2 separate regions of the Xenopus laevis genome follow, and region 1 is linked to region 2. The links are chromatin contacts, called in public Hi-C maps. All regions are on one chromosome and are shown on one strand. The core of a region is the stretch at or near the end of the contact, and the rest is flanking DNA. Distances in the headings are between cores, read along the strand shown.

Evidence for each region. Hi-C and Micro-C count contacts between places; a contact is called where the count stands out from the background.
Region 1: a Hi-C map of the XTC cell line shows a contact between it and region 2, with 2.4 times the contacts expected there. The contact joins the enhancer-like site here to the promoter of insr.S in region 2. A contact is called at or near these places in 2 of 4 Hi-C or Micro-C datasets (the XL177 cell line and the XTC cell line).

The regions. Positions count from the first base shown.
Region 1 is chr1S:101,826,016-101,828,715 of Xenopus_laevis_v10.1, forward strand. All of the region lies in intron 2 of insr.S (insulin receptor S homeolog), which reads left to right. Among protein-coding and RNA genes, the nearest start is that of insr.S, 40 kb to the left of the region's middle. Within about 2 kb of position 1,431, at least 3 of the 7 cell types and tissues checked have an H3K27ac peak or open chromatin away from gene starts, as enhancers often do.
Region 2 is chr1S:101,786,168-101,788,867 of Xenopus_laevis_v10.1, forward strand. insr.S (insulin receptor S homeolog) reads left to right here and starts at 1,436. Exons shown (of 10, transcript NM_001127868.1): 1 at 1,436-1,582. The coding sequence starts at 1,453.

The DNA.
Region 1 (2,700 bases), core at 181-2,680, 40 kb after region 2:
TGGGTTGTAATCACCAAGTTTTAAAGACACATAAGTCCCCAAATATTTAAATTTGTGTACCCATCTTACACCTAGTGTGTCTCCCTCAGCTCTAGGGAGTTCCATGGAGAATAGGGTAGATTTATTTTTGTTCACTGTGAGGCCACTAAAGACACCAAATTTATCAGCTAGTTCCAGTGTGTGGTGAAGGGAGTCCTCATGGTTGTCCAAAAATAACAATACATCATCAAGTATAGGTCAATTATTTCTTCCAACCTACCACATTTTAGGCCTACCACTCGGGACTAGGGACTGGCGGATCATTATAGCATATGGCTCACTAGCTAATGCAAATAATAAGGGAGAGAGGGAGCATCCCTTTGTCTGGTGCCACGGAAGAGGGGGAATGGTTTGGAGAGGATGTTGTTGACCCGGATTTGTGCGACTGGCGCCTGATACAGGAGTTTAATGCATGCTATAAACTGTGGCCCAATCCCAAATTTTCCAGTGCCTTAGCAGCGTCTAATGCCGCCTGGCTTCTGGATCCAGTGTTAGTATGTTGAGTCTGTAGGTGAGAGAATAAGCGTCTGAGGTTAATTGCTGTACTGTTATTCGGCATGAAGCCTGATTGGTCGGGTGTTTTGGTTGGTGTGGAGATGACTGATCTTAAACGACGGGATAGCAGTTTTGCTGGGATTTTAACGTCTGTAATAAATAGTAATAGGCCTAAATGAGTCGCACAGATCTGGGTTTTTGCCCTCCTTATAAGTTATTGCAGAGTAATAAGATTGGGCCCAATAAAGGTTGGGTGGAGTTTGAATTTGGGAGTGAGGTCCTCACTGAGCAGGAGGTACCACGCTGCCGGTAGGCCATCTGGGCCTGGGGTTTTCCCAGAAGCCAGGCTACCTATTGCCTCTGCAAGCTCGCCCACTGTTACAAGACTGTCTAAGTAAGAAGCCTCAGCCTGCCCAAAATGTGGGAATTCAATGCCTGACAAGAACTGGTCTAGCTCAGCGTCTGTACACTCGGCCCTGGAACTGTATAGAACTGTATAAAATTGGCAGATTTGTGGGCTGTTTTCCTCAGGCTCGGATGTATATGCTCTTGAGGCTGTTTGTACTCTAGGAATAAGTGTGTCAGGAAACCCACATAGACATGAGGAAAACATATTAGACAATAAGCTTGCTTGCCCTTAAACACGCAGTCTGAACTTTTAGGCTCTGCTAATACTTCTAAAAGTATGAAATTCCTTTCTCAAAAAGAAAACCTTAATCCTTGGCAATCCAAGAAAACAAAATAGGCAGTGCATGCAGTGCTAGACTTCAGCTGAACAGGAGTTGAAGCAGTTAACCACCAAGCTATTTAGCCTCAGGAATTTTGAGGCCCTGCTTTGCTGCCTGTCTTCCTCTCTCCCACCCCTTCCCTCTGGCTCCTGATATGGTGTTGTGGTGATGTCATGAGGGTCAGCTCACTGCTAGATCAAGAGAGGGGAAACAGCCTCTATGCATGTGCCATAGGGAGCATGAAAAGGGAGGCAGAAGAGCGTAACACAGCTATGATGATACGGCAAGTAACAGACAGAGTGGAAATTGCATAAAATAAAGTAACAGAGTAAAAGACAGTGATATAGAATACAGCCATAGGAAAGAGAAATCAGCGCTGGGCAATGCCAGGTCTAATTTTCAAAACCAGTCAAAGTCAGCTACAAAACCAGCCCAAAACTAATCAAAAGGCACTTTAAAAGTAGCCCAATATGTGCAGGGAAAAAAAGTCTTAAAAAGAAATGAATATATGTGAAAATACGCCTTTTTCAAACTTTCACTGTTTCACAAATTTTTCCATGAACCAAAATGGCACAGATTTGCCTGTCACCAGGTCGGGGCCCAGAAGGTATAGGGGCCCCATAAGGCCCTAATACATATACAATTTCAGTAAATATTAGTAAAACAGGTCAACCTCTAGACATTTTGTGGCCAGCAGATTTTTCCCCCCGAAATTGTCTGAAATTGAGGAAAGGCACCGGAAAATGCAAGAATGCTTAAGAATGACGGGAGACTGGAGTACAGAGCCCAAAATCTGATAACTCCTGACTTCTCACAAGTCAGTCCCATTGCATGTTGGGTATTGTAGTCTTACATTAAACTTGGCAGTGGGCACATTGTTTAACAAAAACTACGTTGCCCAATATGCATTGGGAGATTCAGGCTCGGCACATTAGGGCAAGAAAAAAAGCTAGTTTGTACTCTAAATAACCGTCTGGGCTTTAAATTAGTAGCCCAATTTGGGATGGAAAGCCACTAACCTGGCAACCCTGGACGCGTGCATGGTTTGTACAAACAATGCTTTTCGCAACCGAGTGGGTTAATGACCTTTAAACAGAAAATGTTGGTTGTAGGCATGGAATGTTAGCAGCAAAGATTACTAATCCCAGTGCCCCCTCCTTCCTTCCCCATTACTGCACCTTGCAGCGTGTACCTTTGATGTTGCATTTTCTCTGACCATGAGCCTCACTAACTACAATCTGTATTCCTATACTTCAGGCATACCTCCCAACATTTTGGAAGTAAAAAGAGGGACAAAAAAATTTTTCCCGCACGTAGCGCATCTTTTTTTGACCACACCCCTTTCTGTGGCCACACCCCCTAAGTACCATGTTTGTTTTTACAAAATTTGTCTGGTTATCAAAGTTTGAAAATATTTCTCCTTATCTAAACTGTGTTT
Region 2 (2,700 bases), core at 186-2,685:
CAGCTTGTGGCCAGATTTTAACACTTAATAAATAAATATAGCAGACACAATAGAGACTTAAATGGCTGTGCTGTTCTGCACTGTGGCTGTTACACTAATACAATTATATTTTAGTGCAGCCAAACAAATAATACATATTAAATCACCTGTAAGCTCTTGGGTTTAGAACATGCGTATAGCTGCTTTGTCTATATTAGATTGAATATATGTATTTCTAGGCTGTGTTTTCGATCACCCAGCATAAACTGACAATGATAACCAGTAAAACAACTTCAACTTACTTCATCCACTTTTCACAAAGTAGAAGCAATTTATTTAAAAGAAAAAAAAACAGTTTAAAATAAACCCACAAGCCCCAGGCTTTGTTTTGCTTCCAATTCAGACAGTTTTCTCCTAACTGGGTTCTTGCGAGGTGTTATGGTTGTGCTTTGAAGTGTTTGTGAATCAATAGACTAGAAATAGGAGGAAGGGAATCCATTCTGTGAGCGGTGCTCCGGGCCAGGTTTTTACACAAGCCAGTTCTTCTCTCCCAGCTGACTAACAGCTCTTGTTTACTGGTTGGATACTGGCTGGGAAAAGGAGGGGGGAGAGAGACTTTGCAAAGAACTAGTAACATATATGTTCATGGTTATTTTTCTGCACAAGTCTCTCGTTTTTTTACACTTTTTTCCCGTTTATAATCCCCGGGGCGGAGGGAAAACGGAAAAAGGAACGTTGTGCCAGGATTCCAGATCCTACAGAATAAGGAGTTTCTTGCGGCAGTGTCTCGGGGGCTGAAGACACACGGAGCGATCAAGTGTTTGAGGATCATGCACTGGGCCCCATAGAAGATTCCACGCATGCACGACCCCAGCAGCACAGCTTGGCATTGTCCATATTGCGGATACAGCCCGAATTAATCATCCTTAAAGGAAATATTCGCACCCCCTCCTTATTTTGGGGTGGAAACGCGGTTTTATAAGAACACAGGAAAGGAAAATATTTTTCCCTTTTTTTTAACCGATTGAGAAAGTTTTTTTATTTTTCTGGATTTTTTCACTTTTACAGGATTTGAAAAAAAAAAAAAAAAAAGTTCTGTGGCTTGGGGAAAACATACTATACAAGGATTTCTTAACAGTATCCCCAGTTGGATTTTACAAAGAAGAAGACTGGAGTGTTTCCAAACATAATAATATTGTATTTGGAGCGGAAATCTATATTTACATATAAGTCAAGGACTTTATTTTTTTTTCTCCCCTCTACAAGCTGCTTTTATAAACCATGCTTCCTCGGTATCTGAGCTGTCACAACAATCACATCATTAAATAGGGAAGATTCTTTTTGTGCTCTTAGAATATTTCGGTTTTTTTTTTTACCTTGTCCTTGCCCCTTTTTGGTAAGCCAGGCTCCCCCCTATCTGCTGGGAATATAGTAACTACTACTAGGTGGTGGAGCTGAGCTTGACACATTGGCATGGGACAGGGTGTATTGAGGGGTGAGGGGCACCCCAATAATAACCCCAACTGTAAGGTGGGCTGGAAGTCACTTGTGGGAATAGTCACCATTTTTATGCTCATTCTGTGCGACCAAAGCAACGGGAAAAGTGAGTATGATATTTGTTCATATATTACATGTGTGCGCAACCCTACTAGGGAGCCTCCATTTAAATAGCCACCTAGTGATAGGGGGGTTGTTTCTCTCCTTCGTTATTATATGGGACATAGAGACGTCTCTTGCCAGCTGTTGTCGGACTACTACACTACACAGCACCCCTTGTTAAAATGCGGCTCTGGTAGTTGTAATACGATAACAGCAGCAAGTTGTATTTCTGTATTTCAATATAGAAATGTTGCCTCTGCTGTTTTAAGTGGGTTATTGGTAGCACTGTCTTATAAAACAGCGGATTTTAGTGTCCCACTCGGTGAAAGGAAGCGCACGGCTAAAATGGAGGCGCGGTGAACTAGGCCTCCTCTGACTTGCTTTCATTTGATATTGTAAACATGTTGGGGGTGGGGTTGAGGCCTGCAACTGGGGCCACCGCCTACTTGGCGGCAGATAATCGAATTAATAGTGACGTCCCATTCATATACTAATGAGAAACCTTAGTAAATTGTCATCTACGCGAAGTGTTATTTTACAACGTGGAAGTGTTGCCAACTCATCCCGCCCATCCTAATCCGGACGCACAGACAATCCACATGGTGAACGGTTAAGCAGCAATTCGTGTGGATGTGCGTGCTGCTACATGATGGCATATGCTTTCCACGCGAGACACGTCCTGCAGGTTAACCCTTCATCATGGGGATTTTATGGTTGTCAGGTCTTGGTAGAATTCCTAAGGAGCCATGCTTAAAGAGAACCTTACTAGGAGAACGTCAACGTGTGTGTTTGTACTAGGAGGAATAATGCCATGAGGTGGAGACCCCACACTTTGCTCCACTGCATTTCCAGAGACTTTAAGGTCATTGTTTTAAACAACATGACCCAAATCACTTATTTTAGAATTTCCTTTGGTTGGAGAACCGCGGTTAACACTGGGCAAAAACACAACAGAATTATGTCTGTTCCTTTTATCAGATAGGGTTGCCACCTTTTTTTTGGAAAAAAAATACTGGCCTTCCTATATATTTATCTTTTTCCTATTAATAACATTGGGATCAACCATCATTTTTACCGGCAAGGACAGTAAAATACCGGCCTGGTGTCAACCCTAGCTATGGC